Regions from separate parts of the Sus scrofa genome. Here region 1 is linked to region 2. Evidence: chromatin contacts called from public HiChIP or PLAC-seq data. All regions are on one chromosome and are shown on one strand. Each heading gives the region's core, a stretch centred on a gene start, on an enhancer-like site or on the middle of the called end of the contact. The rest is flanking DNA. Distances are from core to core; before and after follow the strand shown. Region 1 holds the start of LOC102161210. Region 2 overlaps MARCH3 (membrane associated ring-CH-type finger 3).

Evidence for each region. HiChIP or PLAC-seq counts read pairs in DNA pulled down with a chosen protein or histone mark.
Region 1: an H3K27ac HiChIP or PLAC-seq map of skeletal muscle shows a contact between it and region 2. The contact joins the promoter of LOC102161210 here to the enhancer-like site in region 2. A contact is called at or near these places in 1 of 5 promoter capture datasets (fetal liver), 8 of 47 Hi-C or Micro-C datasets (fetal heart ventricle, fetal liver, heart right ventricle and 3 more) and 1 of 2 datasets of contacts at active chromatin or transcription factors (skeletal muscle).

The regions. Positions count from the first base shown.
Region 1 is chr2:130,024,078-130,028,857 of Sscrofa11.1, reverse strand. It overlaps LOC102161210, which reads right to left and starts at 2,937. Exons shown (of 6, transcript XM_021085157.1): 1 at 2,638-2,937; 2 at 2,423-2,577; 3 at 1,935-2,262. The coding sequence starts at 2,937. MARCH3 (membrane associated ring-CH-type finger 3) reads left to right here and starts at 2,478. Exons shown (of 5, transcript NM_001244831.1): 1 at 2,478-2,695.
Region 2 is chr2:129,917,900-129,922,022 of Sscrofa11.1, reverse strand. MARCH3 (membrane associated ring-CH-type finger 3) reads left to right here. Exons shown (of 5, transcript NM_001244831.1): 2 at 3,624-3,867. The coding sequence starts at 3,680. Among named protein-coding and RNA genes, the nearest start is that of MARCH3, 110 kb to the left of the region's middle. Within about 2 kb of position 1,267, at least 25 of the 83 cell types and tissues checked have an H3K27ac peak or open chromatin away from gene starts, as enhancers often do. A contact at or near this core is called in mesenteric adipose tissue, retroperitoneal adipose tissue and skeletal muscle, where this site is marked.

The DNA of each region.
Region 1 (4,780 bases), core at 1,688-4,187, 110 kb before region 2:
ACTAGATCAAGTACAGTCAAGAGCCAATATATGGCTCCTATTACGGAGGTGATTTTTATAATAATCATTAGCATCTGTGACAAAACTTCACAGGGTGTTAATCTGAACAAACACTGTTGGCAACCTTTTCCTCTACTCATATCCAGGAGTGGGGGGAAAAAAATCCAAGGAAATATATTTCCTCTTATCCCCCATCCTGACCTGAGCAGAGAGAGACCTGTTTCCATTCACGTGGTCTACATCTAATTCCTTGTGAGCAAAGGCCATCCTCCCAGGCCACTCCGCAGCATGCTAAGCAACTGCTGAAATTGAATGGAATAGGTTTCCTTGCCTGTACCAGTTCTTTGTTTCATTAGATGAGGAGGGATTTAAATATGCACAATTCCAGCATCATTAATCAGTCTCTCAGAGCCTATTAAGGACTGTCCAAACCTTGATTTTCTTGTCCCCCCAACATCCTGCCTTTCCCGATCGAGACAAAGAGCTGAGGTGACACCACTTGAAACTCGGTTTAGGCCAGAGCTCACCTCAGAACTGCACTCTTCCCTGCTAAAGGGACCATTTCACTCCTCCTCAGCCTTAGGCCTTTAGCCTTCCATCTTGCCAATGGTCCCTCATCAGAACCTACCCAGGAGAGGCGAGCTATCCACTATGCAGGTCCTTATGGGGGCCAGGCAGCCACTGAAATAACACCTGTGGAGGCCTATACTCACTCACATGAGATATCCTGAGGAGTTACCAATACTGAGTCTAAAACCTTTAGAGCTTCTGGGATTTGAAGGAAACTATGGTCAGTGATGGAGGTAAGTGTGAGGGCACCAGGGAGATTGACGTGTCTCCTGCCTTGCACACCTTCATCTTACTAACGTGGGTACATGGGTTGGGTGTCTACCTATGGCAGGTGCAGTTCCAGGCACACAGGGGCCGCTCTCACACACAGTTTACAGTCCAGAGCTTGCTAACATTCTAGGCCTCCACCTGGAAAGTAACACACCCCACTCTGCTTTTTGACTCTTTTTTGGTTTTTTGTCTTTTTGTTTTTTGTCATTTCTAGGGCCACTCCCACCGCATATGGAAGTTCCCAGGCTAGGGGTCTAATCGGAGCTGTAGCCACCAGCCTAAGCCAGAGCCACAGCTACACAGGATCAGAGCCGGGTCTGCGACCATCTACCACAGTTCACGGCAACGCCGGATCCTTAACCCACTGAGCAAGGCCAGGGATCGAACCCACAACCTAACGGTTCCTAGTCGGATTCGTTAACCACTGAGCCGCGACGGGAACTCCTGCTTTTTGACTCTTGACAATCCACAGTTCCGTATGCCTGTGTGCTGCAACCAAGGTAAAGGCTTATAACCCAGCCAAAGAGTTAATCCACCGACAAAAGGAGCAGCAGTGACCTGGCCGGCCATTAAGGGCAAAGCTCACAAAGCCTTCCTACGGGGCACTCAACCACGACTGACTCTGGGAGCTCAGGCTGCCCCCAGGCCCGCCACGACCAGGCTGGGGCCACTCTGAGCTAGGACTGGGAACTGACAAAGGGGAGGGAGCGAGAGAGTGCCGACTGCGGCGTTCCTTCCCGCGAAGACAGACGGTACTGGTCCCTCTGGCGGACCCCAGGGACAGCGGCGGGGAGAGCCACCGCTGCGGGAGCCAGCCCGCCGGTTCTCGTGGCCGAGCCACCTTTTCACTCTCGGGCTCTGCACAAGTGCTGGGGCGCCTTGGGTCGGGAAGGGAGCCGAGGCCCCTGGTCAGGTCCCCGCTGCCGGTGGTGTGAAGGGCAGTGATGAGAGGGCGTGTCGTCAACTTTCTGGGGGGCTGGCAGAGTTGGAGTTGTGTTTCGGAGGTAACCATCAGAACGCAATCAGAACCTTTCTGGGAGCCCAGAGCTCCCAGCTTCAGGCCCGGGCCTCCAGTCCTCTGGCCCGGGACTCACCCTCTTTGGCACCTGGTTTCCTCCGACCGCTGGACCTCCTTTGGGGCCGCCAAGTTCCGCACCTCCTGCAGGCGCCAGGGGTGGGCGGTGTCGGCCCAGTCTCGGTCCGCGTGGGGCTTGGGCTTCTCGCTCCACCGGGAGCCGACACGCGGAGACTCCGGCTGGCCCCTGGCCTCTCTCAGCCAGGGGTCTTCCGGGGCCGCCTCTTCGCTTCCAAGGCGTCGGGGGCCGGCCACAGCCGCCCCTACAGCACCAGCCTTGCGGCCCCAGCTCCTCACCCCAGCCAACTTCCCCGCCGCCGGCGCGTCTCTCCGCCAGCCTTCCGCTGCTGGCGATTGGACCGCGGCGGCGGGGCGGAGAAGGGCGCTCCTCACAGCCCGCGACACCCGCGGGCTCTGGCGCGCCACGATTGGCTGTGGACTCCGCCAGTCACGGGTTGAAGGGCGCCCCGCCCCGCGGGGCCGGCCCCGGGCTGACTCCGCCCTTACTGCTGCCCGGCCCCGCCTCCCTCGGAGCCCTGTCGCCTCAGCCCCGCTGTCCGGCTCATTCGCTGAGCGGGTCGGTGAATTGTCAGCGCGCTCCGGGCAGCTGCTGAGCCTGAGCCGGGGCTGCCGCCGAGCTTGACGTGCTCCCTCCGAGGTGCCTGCCCGAGCCAATGTGCTCCGGTTGGCTAGGGCGAGAGGTGTCGCCGGTTCGGGGCAACTTGAAATTCAGGATCCACAGCAGGGGCGTCGGTTTGCGATCGGGACTCGGCGATGAGGGTGAGTGGCCGCGCGCGAGGCGAGCGGCTCCTCTCGGCGCTGTTAGGCGAGCGGGGAGACTGGACGGGTCCTGCCGCGTGTCGATCTGTCCGTCGGAGCGTGGCGGCTGTGAAGAGGTCAGGGCTGCCGGGATTCACTCCTTGCGAGAATCCCCACACCCGAACATCTTGTTTCAGAGCGTCCCAACTCGGCCCGGGACGCGGCTGAGTGTTCGCAAGAACTTGGCGTGTTGTAATTGCCATCATTAGGTGGGGCCTGGGGACTCTTCCCCTGGCCCTCTGCGACGGCGACACGCGCGCTAGGGGCGGCCTTCGTGCCCAGCGGTGTGCGGATAGCAGTTCCTAGATGGCTTGAGGACAGGTTCCTGAAAAATCAACACGCGCAGGAGCCGGTGCGGCGAGATAACCGTGTCTGTTGTCTGATGCGTAGCCTGAGCCAGCGATCATAGGGGTCCGGGTGGGTCTTTAGGGGTGAGAGAACTTTAGTGACCAGCTAGATTCTGTACCAGGAGCTTCAGTGCTTTGCAATTATTGAAAGGAATTGACAGCACGGATATTAAACTTTGTAAAGTAATTGCTTTCTATTAGCACTTGAATCCGCATCCATTATGAGGTGCTCGGACCTCCACGTCCACCTGCAAGGTGTGTCCTAAGTACTTCGTTAGCACCCGGGGTACTTGCTGTCTATCCCAATGCCCAGAGACCCTGGGGAATCCTAGATGAGACCGTGAAAGCCACCACCAGGCTGGTGGATTGGTGTTTGTTTGAGCGCCTGTGTTTTAAGTGATGAAGTTGTGACAGAAACTGACAACAGAGGATTCAAGGTTAAACCTGACACTTTTTGTTTGTGACTCAGTGGAAGATAGATTATTATTTTCTCTCTCTCTCTCTCTCTCTCTCTCTCTCTCTCTCTCTCTCGTTGATAAGGCATAAAAGTAGCTGTTTTGTCTGAGGGCAATTACATACATATAGTTTATGTTATGTGTGGACCAAATAGAATTGAATCCAATATTTTCTTGTAATACTTATTTGACATGAATAAGGGCTTATTGGGAGTACTAGGTAGAGACTTGATGACAGAATTGGGCAATATTTTGATCTTTGAAAATGTATAAAACACTGAGCTATATAGCTATCCATATATTCGTAGATGTGCCTACATATGTGTGTACTTCTGTGTGTATATAAAATTGATAAGCAAATCAAGGAGAAATATGGAGGAGGAAACAGCCTTGAACTTCCTCTGAGTAGAGAGATAGACCCTCTGATCCGTGGGGTGTATGATGAGTGTGTGTGTAAGCATGTCTGGATCTGCCTAGTCTGTCTGGGTCAGTGTATGTCCATGAACTTTACGAGCATTCGGTTCAATAGCATTGCTTGCAGATTCCCAGTCCCTGTTTTACAGCCTAGTAGCCACCAGCTGGTCCATCTGTTAAAACATAACATACACACTTCAGTGGGAGCACTAGGGTGGAACGTGGGTAGGGGGCAACCCGTAGTAGAAACACGCTACAAACAAAGCCTACCCCTCAAGTCCATTTTCATTCAGTCTGAATATGTGATTTTTGGTGAGGGAGAAAAGGAGTGTTTGACTCCACAGAAATGGCAAATTATATTTTGTGAAATAATTATAGGCATGGTTTGGGAAGAGGTGAGTAGATAGGAGGGAAAAAAATCTCTCTAGAAAAGAAATGTGGTGCTTGTCACATAACCATGCAACACTGGTTTACTGCTTTGCAGTAGCATGTATATCAAAAACTGTTTTCTTTTGCTTCTTAAAAGAATGCATTAAAACTGAACTGTTTCCCCCCCCAAAAATCTCAATAGAAGTAAACAGAGCTTTATTACAGAGGCTATTTAATCTACTAGCATTAAGACTGCCTTAGTAATTCTAATGAAACATGTTTTTAGGAATTTATAACTTAGATATAAATTCATATTCAGCCTAAGCACTAGCTGCAGTGGTTTACAATTTATAGTTTAAAAAACAATAAAAAGCCTTTATCACAAAACTTCTGATGACTAAAAGGGTATGGGAGAAATATAACAGCTTATTAAGTTCCTATAGGCAAGTGACTGATTCTTA
Region 2 (4,123 bases), core at 18-2,517:
TCAGCCCGAGGAGTTATATAAGTGTCAAGCCTGGCCAACAGAGGACCTCTCCCATCAGTGAAATTTGAGCTTTCAAGCCTGCACGGACCCCACCCCCTCCCAGCAACGGTGTTTTTGTCCTCAGAAATCCCAGAGAGCAGAATTCTTGGGTGGACTTCCTAGGAGCGGGGGATACGAAAGCCGTGCGTGAGATTTTGCAGAGAGGTCAGTGGGAGACCAGGGCTGGGCTCCAAATCCACAGCTCAGCTCTTTCTAGCATCCACAGCAACAGCCTGCTGTTTTCCCAGGTGGCCCTGGAAGAGACAAGGGAATGCAGTGGGCCATTTGTCACTGCCCCAGGTGCAACATATATGCGTGCCAGTCAGTGCCCATGGCCCGTGAGGCCCATTCCTGTCCCCTCTGCCTGGATCTCAGCCTCTGGGCTTCCTTTTTTTTTTATTTAATTTTTTTTATTTCCCCAATACATTATTAGTTTTTTCCCTACTGTACAGCATGTGACCCAGTTACACATACATGTATACATTCTTTTTTCTCACATTATCATGAGCTCCTTCTCTCCTTATCACCCAATTAGATTCACTCACCTGGAGCTAGAACCAACTCAGCCCTCCCTCAACCGCGGTCCAGGTGCCCATCCTCTGTGCAATCCCTCCCACCCCATTTTCAGCTCAAGATATGGTCTCTGGGGAGTGTGAGGGCTCATACCTGCCATGCCAGCCTTAGTATCCGGGGGCTGTTGGGGTGCTTGGTGGCCAGTGGCTTGGCCGATGTGTTCTTCAGTGAGCACGGGACTCGTGTATCATTTCAATCAGGTCCAAGTTTGGGTTCAGGATTCCGCAGGGATGGCTCAGGGGAGAGCGCCAGGGCTTGCTTGGAGGAGAAGGTAGAGGAGCCTGTTGTTTCTTTATGCCCAACTCAGTGCCCGGCACCCTTTGTGAGTGGAATAAACTGCGATCAGCTGGCAGATAACATCCCTTTCGCCTTTGAGAAGGGAAGTGAAGTGTATCATCTAGAAGTGAAATTACAGATCCAAAATAAGCTTAATGGAAACGGTACTTCCAGAACTCTTTTCAGGGCATTTTGTTCCAGATTCAGGTCCTACATTGAGCACTACTTCCTTTGGTGAGGACGACAGTGAGGTTATCAGTGAATGAACCTGGGGAGCTTAGGTGCCTGAGTGGCAGCCCCCTCGCTAAGATCAGCCTCGCTGCTGATGAGCCTGACCTCCTTTTCTCACTCCGCATCCCTCTCCGCCTCCTTCCAGCTCCCTCAGGCAGAGAGAGGGGATGCTTGGCCCTCTGAGCTGGAGTTAGGCAAAACCCGAAAATAGACTCTCGGAGTGCCCCGAGAAATAATGATCCTGTGTGGCAAGAAGGTCACTGTGTCTGCTTTTCCTGCCAGCACACCCCTGGCTCTGAATCTATAGCTGCCTTGTGAAGCAAGAGAGCTGTGCCAGGAAGTCCCACTTTGTGACTGTGAGGCATTATGAGAATTTAAAATCATGTCAGTAGGCTTTTATGAGGGCGGGCCAGGGAAGAGGGGTTAGACATAGTGTTCAAAGCCGGCCTGGGATCATCCTTTTTGGTCTGGGGCCTGAGAACTACCATAACTCAGTGTAGGAGAAGGAAAAAAAAAAAAAAGAAGAAAAAAAAAAAAAGCTATCTGACCCCAGCTACAAATCAACTCCACCCTGCCCACCCTGCCAAAAATGAAAAGTTTTAGCATCCGCCCAAAAAGTTTGCTGTGGTTATTCACGTGGTGGGGTTTTGATTTTTATTGTTGTCTGTGTGCTTTTTCTATACTTTCTGTAACATAGACTTCTTGCTTTCATAATGTGGGTAAAAAAAAAAAAAAAAGCAACAGATTGTGTATAACAAGCAGAACTATACTAGCTAATCATCTCACTGGGATGCTTGGTACTTGGGGGCTGAGAAGCCCCCCGGAGTCATGACAGTGACATGGAAGGCGCAGCCCTGTCCCCGCCCCACCTCAGGCCTCAGACCAGGACTGGTGTCCGGAGCCCTCTCCCCCACTGCCAGCTTCCAAAGGGCTCCTGGGAGAGGCCAGACGGCAGACCCAGAGATGATGAGAGGCAGCCAAGGAGGACAGGAGAGGGAGCCGCTGGAGGGAGGCCAGCCAGACACCTCAGCTGGAAGGAGAGGATTCTGTTCCCATCCAAGTGTGGCCAGTGGTCAGGCTTGCAGGGTATGTGCTTGGCAGCAGGGACAGTGTCAGCTCGAGTTCATCTGGAAACCCCTTGAGAACATGCAGCTGATGCACACTGTTTGGAAGCTGGGAAGATCCTGATTTCCAGACCTATGGGAGTTGAGTGAAATGTAATCAACACAGACAGAGATCTGGGAGAAAAATCACGCCTTGAGAAATTCCAAGAATCCTCTTAGGGTTGGGAGGCAGATTTGTTTAGACTTGGGGCCTTAACCACCCAGACTGACGGGAACCCAGTCTGTCCACCAGTCCTGCAGAGCCAGGCTCAGGAGCTTGAGCTGAGCAGCCTGGGCCGAGACGACCTGTATGGACCGTGAAACTGTCAGCTCACCTTTTACACATAAAGAATTCCTCCTATGAGTTTCTCTTAAGTCCTCTAGATCTTACACATCACGCAGAACTATCACTGGATGCAGAAAGTTTCCTCACTCCACTGGGTCTGAGTGCTTTGAACGTGAGGTCAAGTTCAAGCCACACCACACAGATCGGGAACACAATTTCTTGTAGTCTGTATGATAGACCGTGTCAGGGAGGTAAGGCCCTTATTAGGAATGGATTATTCTTAATAGGTAGAGACACCTCATTCATCAGTTTCTTGCATTTGCCTGTGTGTCCCCCTATGATGAGACAGTGTCCCTAGATTTGAAGTGGCACACGAAAAGCAAAAAATATTAATGTATTTATTGTAATGTCTATTTATCTCCCTATATATATCTACAAATATGTATATAAAAGTTCATCAAACTCATCATTTCATAACTTAAGGCTAAAATGGGTTACATTTTTAAAAGAAACTAATTTTCAAGACACAGGAAGTAGATAATTGCACTGCAGAACACAAGATCTGGGAAAAGAAAGGTGGTGCATTAATTGAGTGATCCATGTTTGGCAAATATTGCTTGAAAAGGTGCTACTTGGCCAAATCAGGGGGTTTCTTTCTTCCTTCTTTTTTCCTTTCTCTCTCTCTTTTTAATCCTAGCATCTCAGAATGAAGCTGCGTGGAGAATAAATTGCTTACAAGAATAAACAGTTGCGAACGGTTTTAATAATGATGCTGGTAACTTTGAGAAAGTGTCAACAAAGACTTATTGCCTCTCTGGCACGGAGCGGGAGAACTGCTTCTCTCCTCTTCAGATCTGGCTCACAGATCTGGTTCCCTCCCTTCTCTGATCCTAAGTTTGCCTACACCGCCATGCTCTCTGTCTTGTTCACAACCACGTCCACTGTTCCTTGTGGGCTGTGTGTGCCCGCGCGTATCAAATGGTAACAAGATAATGGGCCACGTCGAGGCTACCCCTGCTATTTATATTAAATAATGGCAGGATGATGGTAGCCTGTAATTCTCCCTTTTCTATTAACCACCCTGCCCAAGTAAACTGTTTTCTGATCTCTCTTAGATGGAAAGCCTGTATGAATGTGGAAGCCATTAGCAGAGTAATTGCTGTCTGTTACCATGACAACCAGCCGCTGCAGTCACCTGCCCGAAGTGCTGCCAGACTGCACCAGCTCGGCTGCGCCCGTGGTGAAGACCGTGGAGGACTGTGGCAGCCTGGTGAATGGGCAGCCGCAGTATGTCATGCAAGTGTCAGCCAAGGACGGGCAGCTGCTGTCAACAGTCGTGCGGACCCTTGCCACCCAGAGGTAGTACCTCCATTAAAATCAATGCCCCTGTAATCGATCCGGAGGACTCTGTCCGATGGGCGATACTCAAGGGAATGTAATTAGTGCTCAGGTCTCTGTGTCAGGTGAGAGAAGGTGCTGGAGGGAAGGGAAAAAAAAAAAAAAAGACACACATTCTATCACTGCTGTTTCTATAGCAATGGGATAAAAGCTAAAACTCAGGTTGGAGAGTTTCCCACTTAAAGCCACACCTGCAGAGAGCCGGGCAGGGAAGGAT